Regions from separate parts of the Rattus norvegicus genome. Here region 2 is linked to region 1. The links are chromatin contacts, called in public Hi-C maps. All regions are on one chromosome and are shown on one strand. The core of a region is the stretch at or near the end of the contact, and the rest is flanking DNA. Distances in the headings are between cores, read along the strand shown.

Region 1 (5,821 bases), core at 2,966-5,465:
AAAATATATATGTGTACAGAATGTGATAATAAAACTCATTCTTTTCACAAAACAAATAAATGCTTATAAAATGAAATAAAAGCAGGCAGTTCTAATGAATATGATTAAAATATATTGTAGGAAAGTCTTAAAAGAATTCATAAAAATATTACTTTTATAACAAGGGGTTGACAACTAGAGCTTTCTCTGTCAAAGATGATCTCTGCCTGTTCCCCCTTAAGAAGTCTATGTTTTCAGAATTACCATTCTGTCAGTAGCCATGAACAAATCTGAATGAACCAGTAAGTCAAATTTCTGAATATTGAGGAACTGGCTGAGATTCTAAATAGCCCCCAAAGTCCCCTTTGCATGAACATGTGTCTTATGGGATTTTTGTTCTTTCCTCCATGATGTCCCAACTCGTGTTGGAGATGAAGAGAAGTCCTCAGCAAATTAAATATGAAACTCACATTGATAGAAGTTTTGTTCCCTCATGTATTTGCTTGTTTATTGAATAGAAGTCTTAGTTTGATTTGCATTTTAATATCTTCTAGTCTAAAGGAATTACACCCTGGGTGTGGAGATTCAGACGACTTTTAGTGTGAAGTACACAAATTAAAAGATGAGGAATGAAACTAATTCAGCAATTGAATCAATACACGTGGAACCTCCTAATGTTCAAAGTCAAAAACAGCTTCCATCCCAAAAGGGTGTGCCATGAATGCTGGAGGCAACATCCTTGCCATCCCCAACAGAATATAGTCACACACACTTATCTTAATGGGTGGATATATATTTCCTTTATTTAATTTATATATTTTAAGCTCATCACAATGCTTAGCTTAGCGCATAAGAAGTAGAATTTATGCAAATTGTTATTTTCTGGAAGACTGATAACATTTGTGTCAATATGTACTTACTACATGGCCCCACAGAGGGCTAAAACATTACACCAGAAAGGTGATGAAATTCGGTTGAAAATAATTTTATGGTGATCAACTTGGCCTTTCACCAGTGCCTAACATTTGGCTCTTCCAATAGCAAATCTTTAGATCTTGGGGGAAAGTTACTGACACTGGCTAGATCTTAATTACCTCCTCATTGAAAAATGTTTAAGACGCTACACTTCCCTGTGGTACCCTGGGGAGTACAGCAATGATAAGAAGACAGATGAGGAGTCACTCTGGAGCAGATGTTTACCGTTAACCTTCTTTGCTTTTTCTCCTCTCACACTCAGCGAGGACACTAAATAAGCATGCACGTGCACCACGGTTTGCATGCACAATGCTCTAGTGCTGGCTGCATGGACTGTAGCATTTGTAAGACCGGCAGTTTTGGAGCTCATTGGCTGCATTTTTCACATTTATGTACTGCAGAGCACAATTCTTTATTGCCCAAGGAGCAGCAATCACCTCAAGGCTTTTTCAAAGGCAATCTTCTTTTTCTTTAACAGATTTCCTAATCCCTGAATGTGTTATACTCACTCCTCCTTTCACTGCTGGTACTGTAAATATAATTCTTCTTAAATTATTTCTCGTACTTTTCAGATTATAATTGTATCATTTTATCTTCCCCTTTCCTTCCTCCAAATACTATCATAAACCTGTCCTCACTCTCTTTCAAAAATCATTGCCACTGTTAAATTAATTTCATTATATACATACTTGTATAGGCATATATATATAAATATATATTCCTAAATACATAAACACACCCTGTTCAGTCTATATACTAGTAGTTGCATGTACGTTTTCAATGCTAAATTTTAGTCAGTTAATAAATATAATTATTTATATCCATGAATATATATTTAAGTAACTGCTCTATGTCAAAGCAAGATACATCTTTTTCACAAGTATTTAATATTAAGATGTTTTTTAATTTAAAATAAAGCCTTTCTGGACAATACTCTAAAATGCAATAAAAAGTAGTGAGAGTGTTGGTCACACACTTTGCTGCCTGCCATAAAGGGGAGACAAAGGCTCCCCAGAAGTTTCTACATGGTTTTTCACTTGTGCCCACCCCTTTCACAAGTCCTTAATTAGAGGACAGACGCTGAAGCTGCCATAAAGGGGCTGGATGAGATCAGACTGTACGAAGACATGCAGAAGGGCCCAGAAAACCATCATTCCTCCAGATGAGATACTGAACTTTTGATTAAAGATCAAAATTAAAAATTCAAGAGGTTCTGCAGCCCTCCCAGAACTCATAGGCAAGAGATTAGTCCAGAGGATCCTCCTCCCCCAGATAACTCAAAAGGCCAGGGCGATCATGAATGGGAAAGTGTGGCTTTGTGCAGGACTGCAGAGGGTTTCATGAAGAGATGGCATTTGAGCTAGGTCCTACTGCACGAGTGGGTGTTCGCCGTGCATAGAAAGGAAGGAAGGGCACGCCAGGAAAAGAAACAGCATCTGGGACAAGCAGAGCTTTTAAAAAGTGGCATATTCAGCAGGCAGTGAGACGTGCCTGTGGCTGTGGCGTAGGGGGCATGTGGGAGAGGAGAAGAAGACTGGGAGATGGAAAGTTTTAGAGGAAAGGGCTGGGGAGGCTGTGTGAAGGACAAGCACCACACCCAGAAGGTTTAAGGGATGATGGACTAGGGTATGGTCTAGCTCCACCTTGTGGTTTCAGAAATGTCTCCTGGAAGCTCGGACAGACTAGAATGTAAACCCAACTGATATCCGGTCTTCTATGAAATAATTAAGCGAATGATTTGATCACCATTCCCTGAGAGGCCACATGTGAACATTCTCTAACTGGGAGACTTTTTGGAGGACTACGAAGAAGTAAGAATAAGTAGGGAGCTTTGTAGCTCTCTTTTAACCAGGCAGTCAGAATAGGAGGCAAAAAGAATCTTAAGAGGGAGAATGAATAGGACTGAGTGGTTAAGTTAGAAAATTGGGAAGAGATAATAAACACAATGGAACATTTGAGTAAACTCTCTGGCGTAGGATGACCTTGGTGCTGTTACCTGAAGTAAGAGGGTGAGGGAAAAATGTTTCTAGGGTCAATGAGATGTTATGCTCCACATAGAAGGTCGGAGCTACAGCAAAAAGCCGAAGACTCTCTGTTCCTTCCTGCTTTTACGGTGTCATGCATACTTGTTAGGGTGGTTATGTGCATATATGCATGAGGCCATATATTTGTGTGGAGACCAGAAGTGATGATGAGGTGTCTTTGAAGACTTGTTTTTGTATTTATGTGTATCTGTATCTGTGTGCATGTGTGCACATGTGTTCATGGAGGCCAATAGAGGGCTGGAGTTAGGAACTGCCCAGTGTTCAGTTCTCATAATCAAACCCAGGTCCCTTTGGGGAGTAGCAAGTGCTCTCAAGAACTGAAGCAGCTCTAAAGCCCTTAAAAATTTGACATCAGATGTCTGTTCTCAATGACTCCTCATTTTGAGACTGTTTCTCTTACTGAATGCAAAGCTTCTCTGTTCAGTTAAGCCAATGTGGTTCAGACATAGAGCAGTTTCCCCCCAGTACTAGGAGTTACATGGCCACACAGCTGTGAATAGCATTATAGCTGGGCTCTAGAATAGGAACTCCTGTCCCCATGTTTTTGGTGGCAAGCATTTTATTGAGCCATCTGTCTCCTTAGCCCTCCTCTGCTTTTCAAAGCTTCCGTGTCCTGGTGTTTGTTGAGAAAGCATCACTTGTCACACTGCTCCATGTAGTCAAATCCTGACATGGTCTGGAAAAAACTAAGACTAAACAAGGAACAAGAGCCGAAGCAGAGGCGCCTATAGATTCCTGATGTGTAGAGTCTGAGCTATCAGTGCTAGGCTTCTTTTTAGCCACTTACAGGTTTCATCATAGTGAGTTGTCAGTTTTAGACCTATAGATTTCATAATCTGTGGTATAACAATATCATATATATGCCATATAATAGCCCAGATATCATAGTCTAAATTTTAAAACCCAGTAAAATGTGTCATGAGATGTTTTCAGGACTAGAGATTGTTCATTTTAAACTTTGGTTCAGAGCAATACTTCTTTGAAATGACTGTGTTTTATTTTCCGACGCAGTGTTTATACTTACTATTCATGTTTGGAATGTTCAGATTCAACACAGCTATTTGTGTTCCAACTTCTCCAGAACAAACCTATAGGTTGCTCCAGAAGTATTCACAGACAACTCAGACCATAAGCTACCTACTGAGAAGACCTACCTAAATATCAGGCTACTGTGTCTGCCAAATACAGGGAGAGACAGGTCCTGGGCAGGAAGCAGGGGAACTTGGCAGCACGAGATGGGGCATTTTGCCTCATGAGTCTAGAAGTCCTGCTCCTCGCTTTTTATGTTGTCCACAAAGTTTCCACACTGCCCACCTGTCTACATGCACCAGTCAGTGATCAGTAGATAAACAGCAACCTCAAAAAAAAAAAAAAGAAAAAAATACATCTGCAATATTAGCCAGGAAAGAGAGGCAGCAAAAACCAGAATATAGGTACATTATCACTGATTGCTTTCAATTTCATAGAAATTTTTCCTTTAGCAACTTATTATGTAGATATTTATGATTCTAATTGTCTTCTGAAACTGACAAATCTCTCTCTCTTAAACACACACACATATGCACACACACACATATGCACACACACATATGCACACACACATATGCACACACACATACGCACACACACACACACACACACACACACACACACACACATATACACACACACGTCTTTCCAGGCATAAACTCAAAACTAAGTCCTTTTACCAAAAGCACTTTAAAGCATGGTTTTTTCCTTCCAATTACACAAACATATTACGGATTTTCTCATGACTTTTTAAAATTATTTTTATTATTCCATTTTTAGATCTCTAATTAAATTGGGGGGATTTTACAAAAGCACTTTTCTTTAAAACCTCAATTATTTGCTCCTCCTAAATGTTTTCCATTGCAAGGATTAGAGGTGATAAATCACAGTCGGTTTATCTCCTACGGTTTCTTCTAGCACATTGTCAGCTCCCCTCTCACCCTCATGTGCACACCCCCTGCACAGTGACTACATATGGGACAGTGTAAAGGCTGTGGGATAAGTGACACTATTAGCTCAGTGTGGTGGCTTTGATGTGTAGCTCTCGGCAGGGTTGCCAGAAGAGTGACAGGCTCCGGCTCTAATGCAAAGACTATTTCGCATCTACTTGCTTCCCCTCTAATGGTCTCCTATTACTATTAGTGGTTCAGAGCAGATGGGCACCATGGCTGCAAACCCACTTTCTTGAGATTAGCTTCCTATTTTGAGTTCCTATTCTCTGTATGTCTAAGATCTTATAAATAAAAACTATTAAAGTATTTGAAAGCATAATAGGTATTGAAGTGAGATCACTGATTTTTACCTTAATTCAAATAAAAATTGTTACATCCTATACCATCAACACGTTGCCTAATTACTGAGGCATGTAGTTCTGGAAACTCATTGGTTTGGGTTTTGGGTTTGGGGTTTTGCCTTTGTTTTGTTTTTAACTGCCTGCTGTCAATACTGTCCTGGTCTTTCTGCATATTCCTGTTCCAAAACTCTGGTTTTGATCATTTCTGGACCTCAAACAAAATGTTAAAGAATAATGTAATATTTTATATCTAAATATAAATTGTAGAGTGAATGAAAAGTTAGGGAGGTAAACATCAAGAGCACTTTGGATAATAAAGCTACGAAAGCAAGGACAAGTTAGTTACCCGGTAAACAGTTAACCACCCAGTAGGTTTAGAGCAGAAGCTAAACTACCCACAAGTGTGAGAACACTTTATGTGAAAAAATCTGTTAAAGGGGACTTAAAAGAACAAAAAGTACTCTCCATTCCCCTAATTAACTTTGAAGAGTCTAATTAA
Region 2 (6,346 bases), core at 16-2,515, 300 kb before region 1:
AGTGTAGGGTTAGGCTACAGTAATTCTTCTACACCCTTTCTTTCATAAAGGAGTTTTCAACTTTCTTGGACTGATACAAATATTATCATTCTCTTACAAACTCCTTCCTGACTCTCCAAAAACTTATTCTCTCCCTCGAGCACTCTCTCAGGACTTGCTCAAATTGGCTAATATGAAACTTACCATTTTAATATATTTAGGTATGCATTTATCTTCTTGAGATGAAACCAGGTGTGATACTTGATTTATCCTTATAGCCATAAAACCTAGGCAATTCATAAGGTGGATACATAATTTAGATGAGATGAATTGAGTTCAAATATGACTTGTGTCTTCCATGAGATCAAATTATGCATGTAAGAAATCCAAGAGATTTAATGAATCACTTCATTATATCTGTAGCCACCATAATACTGTTGTGGAGTACTCTGGGTTAGATAGGAAATTTATGCATATATTAGATAAAACAAAACCAAATGTACGCTGGAGTTCTGAGGAAGATATGAAAGAAATGAGGTAAGTTTCAGATGCAACAAGAATTTTCTCTTTGTACTGTCTCAAGGATAATAGAGAAGTATGGTGGACAGAAAGAATAATTCCACTGAACTACCTAACTATCAGTCATCATTGTGATACCAGTAACTACTTATGAACCAATGAATGGTTATTTATATTACAATAGTGATGTCTCTGGGACATTTGAATAGTTTCAGTTCAAGGTTTAAATCTCTCTGATTTTCAAACTTTCCCAGGAGTAAGGAATGCCCTATCATGTTAGGAAAGGAATGCTATATCTCCATTCTTCAGTCATTAGTAAAAATGGGTCATAGATCATGTCATGTTGTCTGTAACCTAGTTATAATTATGGCAGAATGGCAGTTTCAAAATCATGATTTCTTATAGAAACCTTTAAAATCTCATTAGCTTCTGATAATTATACTAATATCTAAAGCTTGAAAATCACAGAGCTAATTTCAGCAGAAGATCAGCTTTGAACGTGTTCTGGAGAGGTTTTTCTCTCTTAACTTCCTGGGAACAAAAGGAGAAGGCAGCTTCAGGCTCTAATGTGACACTCTATTTCTGAGGCAGAAGAATAAGTTCGGGGAAGCATCACCTCGTTTGTGAGCGGATTCAGAAGTGGAGAACAGGGATATTAGAGCACCATCTCGAAATGTAACTCTGAGGCTGTGGAAGCCTCTTCACTTGTGATCGATTTGCATCTCTGCCTGTGTCTGAATTCATATTCCACAAGCACAGATGGAGGTGTGATAGATTTTTTTCGAGCACATCTATTTATTCAGATACCGGATTCAGTCTCTGAGTAGGGAGATGGTAAAGGCTGCTGTGAGCAGATGGCTCATAGGCACTATGACTTTCGAAACAACATTCTTTAAAGATAAGTGGCACAGTAATAATAATAATACTTAGCACATATATTGCACCTTTGGTCTGCCAACATTAACTAATTAATCTTCAGTAGACCCCTGTGAGATAAGTAAGTGCTTATAATTATCTCTATTATGCAGTCAAGTCAAGTAAGAATGTGTCGGCACATACTGTGGAAGACTTGGCCCAAGTTAAAGGCCGGGTGGATCCAATTTGCATGGCTCTTTAAGATTTCTGCTCTAGTAGCACAGACTAGTATTTCTAGACACACTGCAGTTTGAGGCACCAAGTAGATTGGAAGCAAGATACCATCCACCAGACATACTTCATTCAGAGGGTTTATGCTACAGAATTCTAAATTAGGCAGCAGGACAGTTGAGTCATTTCTTGAAAGTCCAAGAGGATATGGTTGGCCAGAAGCAAGAGTGAAATATATAAGGCCCTCCCATTTGAAGGAAATATTTGGACTGCTCACATCTTTTTTAAGGCTATTCTTTCAACTATTGTACAAAATAAGGATTTTGAAGAAATTTAAGGATTCCCTTGCCATTAGCCATGCCTAAGAACTTTTCTTTGCAGGTTGCTGGAGTCTGAAGTATCGCTTTGGAGAGAGAGATTAATATCCCACTGTAAAATAAGACTTCTAAGTTAAACAGTGATGTCATAGGATTGTTAAGTTCTGAAGCTTTAGTGGTGACATGTAAAGATGTCTGCCTTAGAGATCTGAAGTTTGATATTATTGAACTGTGTCATGATGTCAAGAGACCTGACCCTGAATTTTGAAATATATGAGAAAAATAAAACCCTTTATAAATTGGTACATTAATAAATAAACCTCATCCTACCACGTATAAATGTGTAAAATACAATGTATAAAATGTATGGGAATGCTCTTTATATGACATATGATAAACAAGCAATATTTTGCCCCTCACCTTCTCTCTTAGAAATGCGATTTGGGGGCAAGACACAACTTTCAAGTTTAGCTCCCTCACGTATAGAATGTATCTTAATTCATCAACCATATCTAACTCCAAAGATCCAGGTCCAGCCCACTTCCTCTCAACTGTGTAAATCAGTTTTCATGACTATTTCACATCTTTTAATTTTTATTACCATTACTTGAGTTTTAATTTGGGGGATATAATTACCCTTTGCCTCCAATTTTTGTTTTCCATTTTGAACTATATTCTTTTATGAAAAAGTGATCTCAAACTTAAATCTCTAAGAGGATTAAATGAAGGCAATTTTAATGTGATAGTCAGAGCCAAATTATAGGCTGCACACAGACTCAAAGTCTTATACATAAATCACACCTGAAACCCAGGTCCAGAGAAATCTCCTTCCCTAGGAACTGTGTTCTTCCATTCCCTCAGACGGCAGTGCTTTCTCTCCCTACCTCTTTAGTCTTTCTTATTTTATGTACTTTATATTAAGTGTAAATCCACCCACAAAACAGCAGCCAATATCAAGTTAAATGGAAAGGTATTTGAAGCAATCCCACTATAATCAGGGACTAGATAAGGCTGCCCACTCTCTCCATATCTATTCAATATAATACCCAAAGTTCTAGCTAGAGCAGTAAGACAACAAAAAGAGATCAAGGGGAAAGAAATTGGCGAGGAAGAAGTCAAGGTATCACTATTCACTGATGATCTGATAGTATATATAAGCAACACCAAAAATTCTACCAGAGAACATCTATGGCTAATAAACAACTTCGGCAAAGTGGCTATATATAATATCAACTCAAAAAATCAGTAGCCTTCCTTTATACAAATGATAGATGGACTGAGTAAGAAAATAGGGAAGCAACACCCTAAATAATAGGCACTAATAATATAAAATACCGTGATGTAACTCTAACCAAACAAGTGAAAGACCTGTATGACAAGATCTTTAAGTCTCTCAAGAAAAAAGTTGGAGAAGACCTTAGAAGATGGAAAGATCTCCCATGCTCATGGGTTGGTAGGATTAACATAGAAAAATGGTCATCCTACCAAAAGTAATCTACAGATTCAATGTAATTCCCACCAAAAGTTCAACACAATTCTTCACAGACATGGAAAGAGCAATTCTCAATTTCATATGAAAAAAACAAAAGCTAGGATAGCAAAAACAATTCCTAGTAATAAAAGAAATGCTTGGGAATCACCATTCCTGACCTCACGCTGTATTACAGAGGAATGCTGGTAAAAAGTGCACGCATTGGTACAGAGACAGACAGGTTCATCAATGAAATAGAATGGAAGACCGAGAAATAAACCCACATACCTATGGAGACTTGATCTGTGACAAAGAATCCGAAAATAGACCATGGAAAAAAGAAAGCATCTTCAATAAATGGTGCTAATCTAAATGGCTGTCTGTATGTAGAAAAATGAAAACAGATCCATATTTGTCACCTTTCACAAAGCTCAAGCTCAAGTGGATCAAGGACCTCAACATAAATACAGATACACTGAATCTAATAGAAGATAAAGTGGGAAAGAGCCTAGAACTCATTGGCACAGGGGGAAATTTTCTAAACAGAACTCCAATGGCTCAGGCTCTAAGATCAATAATCGATAAATGAGATCTCATGAAACAGAAAAAATTCTGTAAGGCAAAAGACACAGTCAATAGGACAAATAGCAACCTACAGATTGGGAAAAAATCCTCACTAACCCCACATCTGATAGAGGACTATATCCAAAATATACAAAGAACTCAAGAAGCTAACCTCCAAAAAACCAAAGAACCCAATTTAAAAATGGGATGCAGGGCTAAGTAGAGTGTTCACAACTGATGAATCTGAAATGGCAGAGATTCACTTAAAGAAATTATTCAAGTTTTTACTGATGACAGAAATGCAAATCAAATCAAAATGACCCTGAGATTCTACCTTGCAACAATCAGAATAGCTAAATTCAAAAATCAAGTGACAGCACATGTTGGAGAGGGCGTGGAGAAAGAATAACACTCCTTTATTAGTGCTGGGATTGCAAACTGGTACAACAACTCTGGAAATCATTCTTGGGGTTCATCAGAAAACTGGAAATAGGTCTACCTGAAGACCAAGCTATAGCACTCCTGGGCATATACCCAAAAGATGCTCAACTATACCAAAGGGACACATGTGTAGCAGGAATGGCGGGTCTGCACCTCCTGCAGGAGGACTTAATTGAGGACTTCCTGAGTTACCAGTATTCCTGCAGGAGGACCTAACTGAGTCCTAATTGAGGACTGCCTAAGAGTACCAAGAATTGCTAGTGCCAACAATGCCAGCCAATCAGAAATTTCTGTTTAGAAAAGATGCTTTCTTGGGACCTATAAGGTTGTAGGTGGTGGGTATTAAAGGAGAGTGCAGCAGTGCTCAGATGAGCTTGCTGCAGCATTTCTCACCTGCTCCTGGAGTCTGTATCATTGAATCTGCGCCAACTCATCCCCAACTCATACGTGTTGCCTGTGTCATGGACAGCTCTCCATCCAACCCTACCATGTGCATTGCAACTTCATTTGTAATAGCCAGAAAATGGAAACAGCTGCTCCTCACAAGAGGAATGGATACAGAAAATGGGGTTCATTTACACAGTGGAATACTATTCAGCAATTAAAAATGAAGACATCTTGAATTTTGCAGGCAAATTGATGGAATTAGAAAATACCACCCTGAGTGACGTAACCCGGACACAAAAGGACATACACGGCACATACTCACTGATAAGTAGATACTAGCCACGAATACCTAGGAAACAACTCACAGAACTTAAGAAGTTTAACAAGCAGAAAGGGCCAAGTGAGAATGCTTCAGTCCTACATGAAAGGGGAAAGAAAGTAGTCACAGAAGGTTGGGGGAAAGCATTCTGGGTAAGAGAAGGGGGGGGGAGGAGAAAAGGGGAACAGGATCAAGTATTGAGGAGGCAGATAAAAAGCCCAAAGGGCCAACAGACTGAATGGAAATATGCACCCACTGGGTGGAATGTGAGGGACACCTTGAAAGTACGAGAGACCTGGCGATTAAGAGTTGCCCAACAGTGGGGAGAGGGAACTCGAAGAATTCACCTCCAGTAGAAAAAGACCGGGCCTCAAGTGGAGGGCTGAGGTTACCAACACAGTAAACATTTCTGACCCAGAATTGCTCTGTCTAAAAGAACTGCAGGGACAAAAATGGAAAAGAGATTGATTCAAAGATGGTGCAATGACTAGTTCAACTTGGGATCCATCTCATGGGAAGCACCAAGGTCTAACATTATAAGTGATGATATGGTTTCCTTACAGACAGGAGCCTAGCATGGCTGTCCTCTGAGAGGCCCAACCAGCAGTTGACTGAGCCAGAAGCAGATACCTACACCCAACCATTAGACTGAAGTCAGGAACCCTTATGATTGAATTAGGGGAAGAATGGAAGAAGCTGGAAAGGAGGGCAACTCCACAAAGACCAACAATCTGAACTAACCCAGACCTCTGGGAGCTCCAAGATATTGATCCAGTAACAAGGCAGGATACAGAAGCTGATCTGGAGCCCTAACACAAATATAGCAGAGGACTGCCTGGTCTGGCCTTAGTGGAAGAAGGGGAAGGCCTCAGGGAGGGGGGTGCATGCCTGGCGAGGAGGAGCACCTTCTCAGAAACAGGGAGGAGGAGGAATGGGATAAGGAACCGTGGGAAGGAGAACAGGGAGGATGGCAACAGCTGGATTGTAAATAAAAGGAAAAAGTTAACGCTGAGAGAGAGAGAGAGAGAGAGAGAGAGAGAGAGAGAGAGAGAGAGAGGAGGGAGGGAGGGAAGGAAGGAAGAAAGAAAGAAAGGGAGAAGAGAAGAAATAAAATCTTCCTATTAATGTTGTTACATAGTAACCTCCTCAAAACTGAGGTATGAATAGCAGTTCAATGAGTACATTTATATATAAATATATTGTTGATAATGATTTTTTTAAAAAGTTATATTCAAATACTCCCATGAGGTCCATTCTGACTTT

What was found. Hi-C and Micro-C count contacts between places; a contact is called where the count stands out from the background.
Region 2: a Hi-C map of frontal cortex shows a contact between it and region 1, with 2.2 times the contacts expected there. The contact joins two enhancer-like sites. A contact is called at or near these places in 2 of 12 Hi-C or Micro-C datasets (frontal cortex and prefrontal cortex).

Annotation. Positions count from the first base shown.
Region 1 is chr2:14,350,090-14,355,910 of GRCr8, reverse strand. No RefSeq gene overlaps it. Among named protein-coding and RNA genes, the nearest start is that of Trnap-ggg1, 38 kb to the left of the region's middle. Within about 2 kb of position 4,215, at least 3 of the 93 cell types and tissues checked have an H3K27ac peak or open chromatin away from gene starts, as enhancers often do.
Region 2 is chr2:14,649,835-14,656,180 of GRCr8, reverse strand. No RefSeq gene overlaps it. Among named protein-coding and RNA genes, the nearest start is that of Trnap-ggg1, 260 kb to the right of the region's middle. Within about 2 kb of position 1,265, at least 8 of the 93 cell types and tissues checked have an H3K27ac peak or open chromatin away from gene starts, as enhancers often do.